Regions from separate parts of the Mus musculus genome. Here regions 1 and 2 are each linked to region 3. The links are chromatin contacts, called in public Hi-C maps. All regions are on one chromosome and are shown on one strand. Each heading gives the region's core, a stretch centred on a gene start, on an enhancer-like site or on the middle of the called end of the contact. The rest is flanking DNA. Distances are from core to core; before and after follow the strand shown. Region 1 has its middle 38 kb from the start of Gm31977. Region 2 overlaps Homer1 (homer scaffolding protein 1). Region 3 overlaps Thbs4 (thrombospondin 4).

The links. Hi-C and Micro-C count contacts between places; a contact is called where the count stands out from the background.
Region 1: a contact with region 3 is called in a Hi-C map of cortical neurons, with 2.4 times the contacts expected there. The contact joins two enhancer-like sites. A contact is called at or near these places in 1 of 15 datasets of contacts at CTCF or cohesin (large pre-B cells) and 2 of 484 Hi-C or Micro-C datasets (the Ba/F3 cell line and cortical neurons).
Region 2: a Hi-C map of cerebral cortex shows a contact between it and region 3, with 7 times the contacts expected there. The contact joins two enhancer-like sites. A contact is called at or near these places in 3 of 484 Hi-C or Micro-C datasets (cerebral cortex and cortical neurons) and 1 of 115 datasets of contacts at active chromatin or transcription factors (neural progenitor cells).

What each region holds. Positions count from the first base shown.
Region 1 is chr13:93,559,233-93,561,981 of GRCm38.p6, forward strand. No RefSeq gene overlaps it. Among named protein-coding and RNA genes, the nearest start is that of Gm31977, 38 kb to the right of the region's middle. Within about 2 kb of position 1,264, at least 2 of the 459 cell types and tissues checked have an H3K27ac peak or open chromatin away from gene starts, as enhancers often do. A contact at or near this core is called in cortical neurons, where this site is marked.
Region 2 is chr13:93,398,495-93,401,346 of GRCm38.p6, forward strand. All of the region lies in intron 9 of Homer1 (homer scaffolding protein 1), which reads left to right. Among named protein-coding and RNA genes, the nearest start is that of Gm6109, 48 kb to the right of the region's middle. Within about 2 kb of position 1,402, at least 29 of the 459 cell types and tissues checked have an H3K27ac peak or open chromatin away from gene starts, as enhancers often do. A contact at or near this core is called in cerebral cortex and cortical neurons, where this site is marked.
Region 3 is chr13:92,750,553-92,753,360 of GRCm38.p6, forward strand. It overlaps Thbs4 (thrombospondin 4), which reads right to left. Exons shown (of 22, transcript NM_011582.3): 21 at 1,802-1,941; 22 at 1,034-1,260. The coding sequence ends at 1,199. Among named protein-coding and RNA genes, the nearest start is that of Thbs4, 43 kb to the right of the region's middle. Within about 2 kb of position 1,384, at least 55 of the 459 cell types and tissues checked have an H3K27ac peak or open chromatin away from gene starts, as enhancers often do. A contact at or near this core is called in cerebral cortex and cortical neurons, where this site is marked.

The sequences.
Region 1 (2,749 bases), core at 14-2,513, 810 kb after region 3:
ATCTGCCTCTCCAGTCCCTTCGCCTTACTTTTTATTTATGTATTTTTAGTTTTGTTTTGTTTTTCGTTTTCCTTTCTTTTCTTTTTCTTCCTTTCTCTTTCTTTCTTTCCTTTCTTTTCTTTCTTTTTTTTTTTAAAGATTTTATTTATCATATGAAAGTACACTGTAGCTGTCTTCAGACACCAGAAGACGAAAGAATCAGGTCTTTTTATAGATGGTTGTGGCCACCATGTGGTGGCTAGGATATGAACTCAGGACCTCTGGGAGAGTAGTCAGTGATCTTAATCACTGAGCCATCGCTCCAGCCCTCTTTCCTTCCTTCCTTCCTTCCTTCCTTCCTTCCTTCCTTCCTTCCTTCTGTCTGTCTCTTGTTCTCTCTCTCTCTTTCTTTTTTCTTTCTTTCTCTCTCTCTCTCTCTCTCTCTCTTTCTTTCTTTCTTTCTTTCTTTCTTTCTTTCTTTCTGTCTCTCTCTCTCTTTCTTCTTCTTCCTCTCTCTCTCTCTCTCTCTCTTTCTTTTTGAGACAAGGTCTCTCTATGTAACCCTGGCTGTCCTGTAACTTGCTGTGTAGACCAGGCTGGCCTTGAAATAGTAGAGATCCATCTCTAGCTGCTAAGTGCTGGGGTTAAAGGTATATTCCACCACACCCAGAGCTATCTATCTATCTATCTATCTATCTATCTATCTATCTATCTATCTATCTTCTAGCTATCCTGTTGGGAGCTGGTGATAGAGAGGGTAAGTAAACTGCCCATGTGCCATATGGAGATCACAGTACAACTTGAGGGAGTGCACCCCCTTCTTCCATGTGGCTTTTGGGGATCAAACTCAGGTTGTCAGGTTTGGCCCAAGAGCCTTTCCCTGTTGAGACATATTACTGACCCTCTTTTTCTTTTGTGAGACAGAGTTCTCACGGAACCTGGAGCTCACTGATTCCATTGGGCTGGCTCTAAGCCCCAGGAATTCTCCTCCTGATGCAAGTTTCCTAGCAGTGAGAGTATAGATGTGACCACTATCCCTAGGATTTTATGTGGGGACCGGGGATCTGAACTCAGGTCCATGTGCTTTTGTGACAGGCTGAGCCATCTTCTAATCCTTAACTTTGTTTTTATCACTATGGATTTTGCACAAGATGGATAGTACATCATTTCACACAGACGCCATATCACTTCTTTGGGGCTGATGGGGACAGTACAGTTGATTCTGTTACGATGAACTGAAAAGTGCATCTGGCTGTCACGTGTACCAGACTGGCTCAGAGAGTCAGTGCCTAGGAAACAGTTGCTTCTTGGTATATGCTTTTGTCCTGGTCTAATGTTTCCCAGGGCTGTTAATGTGTAGTTACTATGGAGATAGATGAAAATAAGCATGGGATGTTTTATATCAAATTGTGAGCAAATTTCTTATATAAAAATAGAATGTAGATCTGGAGAGATGGCTCAGGAGTTAGGATTCTATATTATTTTTGCAGAGGACTAGAGTTATAATCACTTGTAACTCCAGGTGCAGAGGGTTTGATGCCCTTTTTCAGACCTCTGAGGACATCTGTATTCATGTGCACATACCCTGTCTCCAGCACACACACAAATGCACATAATTAAAGATATAGAGTCAACAAGTAGTCCAGACAAAGGCTTTCAAAACAAAAGTAGGTTTAAGACGTGATACAGTGAGGAGTTGGAGGGGCAGTCAACAATGCTGAACAGCGTCCCAAAATATTTTTATTCAACAACTTTATGCTGTTGTTTTGTTTTGAGACAGCATCACATGTAGCCCGAGTGGCCTTAGATGCTCTTGTAGCTGAGGATAACCCCGAACAACAACTACCTCTACTTCCTAAGTGCTGGAATTACAGGTGTGTTTCCACATTCTTGACCCCTCCCTCGCCCATCTTAAGATGAGCCATTTGCTGTGAACACTGAGTCACATCGTTAAAATGCGCAGCATACCTTACCAGAGAAATAGTATCTTTTCCTTTGGTGGATTGGACCAATTTCGATCATAGTAACCATTCTCTTAAAACAAAAGTAGTTACATGTTCGCATCCATTCACGATGCTGTTTCCCATGCAAAGAGATTGTTTCTATGTGCTTGTTCTGTGTTTAAGTTAGTAATATTGTAACTCAGACTTAAAACATGAAAGGGTGCTGCTTTGCTTTGAGTAAATTAGGATTTGCTTTGTAATCTGACCAACTAATAAACAACTGTGGGCAAACACCCAGAGCAGTGTACTTTTAGAAACTTCAAAGAGGGTTGGCTGGCTGTAGGTAATTACGAGTCTTTATGCTTGTGTTATTCATAAGGAGTCCTGTAGGATGAGGGTGGTGCCCACAGTCACTGGGTAACTTGACCCAAAACCCTTGAGACGCCAATGACAACAACAGGCCCTCAGAGTTATTGCTTTGTCAGAATGTAAATGGCATTGCCAGAAAGGACATGTGTTATTTACATACATTAAATAAATATTGAAAAATCAGCTTAGGCTAAAAATATTCAGAGTAAGCTGGTAGCAGTGGATACTGAAAGAATGAACTCATAGCGTGCTCTTTCAAAGCAAAAATTCTTTTTTATCATGTCTGTGCAAGTTTTGATCTTTAAAGTAACAGAAGCCAACATAATTCCAAAGGGAGGTGACATTAAGTTTGGCTGAGAAGTGACAGATGCATATGAAAGCCAAGTACATATCTCAATTTACTATATTACTCTCTTAAAAATGTATACATTGCTACATGTAAGAGACTGTGTAGTCAT
Region 2 (2,852 bases), core at 152-2,651, 650 kb after region 3:
CTAGTTTTGGGTGCACAATTCAAGCTCCTTTTTGAATAATTTTATATAAACTTTAATTCAACATGGAATATTATATTAAGAATTTTTTCTGCTTCATAGTTGGTTTCAAGAATTTTTTTCGTTTTACTGAGTTTTTAGTATTTTCTATTGATTGTGCTTATAAATGAGTCCTGTATCTTTGCATTTTTGTGGACAGAATGACAGTTTAAGGTGATTTATAAACTCATAGTTCAAAACACCCTCTTCCGAGGAGCAGTAGGAGATAGGTTGTGTGTGTTTCACTGTTTTAATTTTCCTTTATATAACAAGAGCTTAACTTTTTGTCTTGTTTCGTTTGCCCTTCGTTGTTCCTAGAGACTCCTTGTCTTTTATTCTCTTCTGAAGAGGCTTTGCAAGACTGCCTCACAAGTTTCATGGGGTTATCCCTCAAATGCAGATCTGTTCTGTCCAGCCCAGCTCTTGTTTTAGGGTTAGGCAGTCGCAGAGGTCTTTCTCTGTGCCAGCCCCACACTCTCTCTGTGACCCAGAAACAGACCTGCAGACACTGTTACAATCTCTGATGCTTGTGGTGTTCTCTGTCTTCAGTAAAGTTGAAGTCCTGACATTTGCACAACTTTATTCTCAGTGCATGTTCCTGTGGTTTGTGGAGGATAGCTGGCAGATGTCAGTGTACAAACACTTACTACTTTGTCCACTCAGAAACAGCTTCTACTTTTTTATTGCCAATATCTTCTTTCTAGACATCATTAAGTAAAGACCATTTTACTCATGCTGAATAACTTATCCCTAGTGTCTACTGCATCTGCCCAACAACTAATTGTTAGATAACGTCTTCAAAATACATACATTTCTTTTACTGCTGTGTAGATATGAGTTATTGACGCTTCTCTTGTCGATTGAAATATCCTGATATGTGTAAATGTTCATAGTCTATTATAAGATATATCTTAAGTGCATACTTGATATCTTAAGTATAATCTGCGAGGCAGATGTCAAGACAATTTTTGTATGGCTTTTATTTAGATTGAATGGTGTAGGATTTAAATGTAGTGAAAATTAGTATAGCCGGTCCCATTGGCTATAGTTTTAATATGTAATTTAAAAAAAAAATCTATTTTGAGTCTCTTAACAAAGGAATTTGAGATTCTGTTCTATTATTTTTTTTCATGTGCAGCATGAAATTGGTGGCCCTCGTGTGCCTTAAAGATGAGGAAATTAACTGACAAAAGCAATGGTAGAAGGCAAGCCCGGGGAGAGCAGCAAAGGCCAGAAGGAGACTGGCGAGTGCTGGCTGTCACTTCAGTCACACTACTTGGCCCCTACTCTCTAGGTTATCTATTCTTACCTAGAACATATTCTCCCCATCTAAAAATAGGTCACAGCCATCTGTATAGTGTGAGTGCTGCTATGTTACCTAACTAGTACATTTCCTACAGAGGCCTGTCTTGGAGTAGGACATTCATCTAAAGAGTATAGTGCGGCTTTAAACAACTGAAGAAATAGTGTTTTGTGAGGTTCCATTTAAAATGTTTGGATGTTACATTGGGTGGAGAAGAGAACAAGGGGCCTTTCATTTCTAAGGGACGCTGTAGAGGGCAAACTGGGCAGTGGCTGTGAGCTGGACATGATGAGGAGTGACGTTCAGTCTATTTCTGTAGCTGGAAACATTCAATCCTTAAGCTTGTTGAAATGCAAAAGAACACTCTGCAGTCATGAGTGCAATTTTCACATTTGATCACAGGACTTCTTCCTCTCTAATAGTTTACAGCCTCTATGGATTTAGCTTCTAAATTTATTACTATTAATTTCAAATTTTTTATTAGATGTCTTCACTTTGCAGATTATTCGAAGATTGATTAAAAACATGCAAGACTAACGTTGAAGTGGCTAACATCAAGTAGCAAACACTTTGAGATTGTACTGGGCTGTTAGACTCTTAAGTTATAAACTGTAGCTGTGCTGTTTCCCTCTTGATTCTTCTACACATTGGAGCTCATCTAAGCATGCTATAATGTCAGATCACATGGTTATGATGAGGATTATCAATTGTTACTTTTCTTTTTTTTTTTTTTTGGTTTTTTGAGACAGGGTTTCTCTGTATAGCCCTGGCTGTCCTGGAACTCACTCTGTAGACCAGGCTGGCCTCGAACTCAGGCTGCCTCTGCCTCCTGAGTGCTGGTATTAAAGGCGTGCGCCACCACTGCCCGGCCAATTGTTACTTTATTTAATGTTTTCAAATCAGTTTACCCAAATCTTTTTCTCAAGACTTCAATGTTTTAATTACATTTATATATTTATTATGTGTTTGCCACAGTGGATTGTAAATTTCCACTATGTGTGTATGGTGTATGTGTATGTGAGTGAATGAGTCAAGGTCTCACTATGTAGCTATGGGTGTCCTGAAACTCACTCTGTAGACCAGGCTAACCTTGGTCTCACAGAGATCTATCTGCCTCTGCTTCCCTAGTACTGGTGTGCAATACTATACCCAGGTTGTGAGTTTTGGAAACAAGAATCTTTATCTGGTGAGCATCTTGCTGGCTCTAAACGCTTCCATTTTTGAAAATATTGTGAAAAAAAATAATATGGAGAAAAAAGTATTCCTAATGCAAACAGCAGAATTCCTTCATTTACATCTTTATTTCTATGTGTATGAATGTTTTGTCAACATGCATATTTATGTACCACATGCATGCAATGCCTGTGGAGGCCAGAAGATGGCATTGGATTCCCTGGAACTGGAGTTACAGATGGATGTGTGCTGCCATGTGGGTGCTGGGAATTGAATCCTGGTCCTATAGAAGAATAGCCAGTGCTCTTAACTGCTGAGCCAACTCTAAATTTGATTTTTT
Region 3 (2,808 bases), core at 134-2,633:
GCCATGTGAACTCTGAATACTATAGCCATGGTAAAAGTGGGAGGAATGTTTATAATTTATGATACTCTAGGGAATTATGGGAATGAAAAATACATTGCTGAGCTGTGGTTGAGGCTCAGCTGGTTTAGTATGCCTAGAATTCAATACCTAGCAGGACACGAAACCAGGTATGATGCATACCTTTAAACCTAGTATGAAGAAGTCGGGGCAGGAGGACCAGAAGCTCACGGTGATCTTTGGTCACACAGAGAGTTTGGGACCAGTCTGGTTTATATGAGAACCCATCTAAAACCATAAAATAATAATAAAATAAATTGCCAAACTTCTTTAGAATTAAATCTCAAGGGGATTTATAAAATTTCTGGGTATCTTGATTGACTACTGGAAAGTATCGGCTAGTACACAGCTGCAGAAAGCTTCTGCCCTGTACACATGGTGACTGGCTCTACTGTCATTGTCACCAGACCCTACATCCCACTGTTTTTGTTACCTCAAAGGCAGCCACTCTCCCTTCACTGCCCAGCGAATGCTTACTGGCTGTTTGCTTCCTGCCTGGTACTGTGGGATCTGAATACAGTGACAGACATAGAATGACAAGATCTGTTTTCTTCCATTTGACTCACAGGACGCTAGGGGGAGCCAAATCCGTAAGTGTCTGTGGAAGGAGGTGACAGAAAGGCTGAGGGAAGGGTGTCAGAAGAACAAGGCAAGCTTAGTTCAGGTTTCTCAGGATGTCACCTCCTCCCGAAGCCTGGGGTGGGGGTGGGGGGCTTCCCTGGAGACTACATTCCAAGAATGAGGAGTCTGTGTGAACAGAAAGCAGGCTTTAGCATGGCACTAAATAGGGTCACCCCAGAAATGACCTTTGGTTTGGCTGTCCGGTTCATACCCGTGCTCCGTGGCACACAGTACATACTCAAGGGGGTGGGGGTGGGGGAATAAAACCAATCTGGTAAGTTTATCAAGGATTCCTCAGAAAACAACACACATCACCAAAGCCTGAGCTTCCATTAGAAACGACTGAGCACCATGGTTATTAGAAATAGTCTCTTCTTTATTTCCACATTCATATAAAAAGTTTTGACGTATTTGGGCTGGTAAAAGAAAAGCCATGATAATATAAAGAGAATTATAGGAAGTTTTAAAAAAGATGTTGCTTTTGGTGTTTGAGAAGGCAGTTGTGGGATTGCTTCTTGGCTCAATTATCCAAGCGGTCGAAACTCTGGGTCTGGAACTCCTGGAAGTCCTCTGGTATGGTGTCTGCAACAAGAATCGGGGTGGTAGTTAGTTAATGAGGATCCTTCCAGGCTGGAATCATGGCCACCACATGCCGCCCAGGCCTCCTGTAGGGGGCGCTGTCAGCTCGCCTGAGACTCCCACAGGCTCGCAGCCATTTTCTACTTCAGGTTGCTTTGTTGCAAATCCTTGGCTTAAAGCCCAGCAGGGCTTATTCATAGGCCTAGGGAAAATTAGCAGGCAGAGTGCCTTTTTAGTCTGTGATTATGTTTGAGTCTAATGAAAAAGAAAGGCTGCCTGTAAATTAAACTGACGGAATTTCTCACCGAACCCCTAACTCTAAAACATGCAGTTAAATTCTATGGGTTTCAATTTTCAGATTTGGGAAGCAGGAAAGCCTGGCTCTGCCTTCCTCTTATGTTATGCAGGGTACATCACCATCACGCACGTGGTGGTGAGGCTTTGGGGCGGGGGGGGGGGGCGGGGTGGGAGGATGCATGTTATAGAAATAAGATTTCTTGGTTGCTCCCCTGTGCTGTTGAGGGGCACTCAGCATGAAGGTTACCGTTGCAGCGGTACTTGAGGTTGGACCAGATGATGTTTTCTTGAGAGAAGCAGAACACACCAAGTCGGCCTCCACGCATGGTGGTGTCTATGGTGACCCCAGAGTCAGCCACCAACTCCGAGCCTTCATAAAAGCGCACCCTGCAGAGAGCACAGGTGTCCACGGTGAGGAACATGGTGCCACTTCCGACTCTTGTACTTACCTCTTTATTCAGACATGTTGTTTTCCACTAACTCTAGTTGGTCCCTCCCCAGTGAGGTTAGAAGTTCCCCAGGACAGGAACCAAGAGTCCACGGCTCCCTAACTTGGTTTTTAACAGGCCCAGCATGGTGTCAGGTGCATAGTTCCTGGATCGGTACTTGCTGGTGAATTAAAACAAAATAGCTTGACATCACGGACAAGTGGTTTTGTGGCTTCACTGTCTTGTGAGTTATTTTCTCTGGATACTGTACCTAGAAGCCCTGCGCTTTCTTCTTTGGTCTAGCTGATTTCACTGGTGGACTCTCAGAGCCTTGATCAGTAGCTTTAGGCAGTTGTGGGGGCAATTTCAGTTGTCATAGTAGCACTGAGGGACAGAAGCCCCTGGATGCCAGCCTTCAATACCCCGGAGTGAGTTAGCCAAAGCTTGCCCTGTGCTCTGTACCCTTGTGGAGTGTCATGGGGAAGGTGAGCTGCGCCTCGCCTCGGAGAGGCAATGGCGTTTTACCCTGAGCATCATTTTCTTTTTTTTTTTTAAGATTTATTTATTATTATATATGAGTACACTGTAGCTGTCTTCAGACACACCAGAAGAGGGCATCAGATCTCATTGCAGATGGTTGTGAGCCACCATGTGGTTGCTGGGATTTGAACTCGGGACCTTTGGAAGAGCAGTCAGTGCTCTTACCCACTGAGCCATCTCTCCAGCCCGAGCATCATTTTCTTCTGCATTGATTTTAAGTTAAACTCCCCAATTAATTCCCCAGGGTAAACCAAGAAGTGCCTGAGCATGCCGTTCTGTTCGAAAA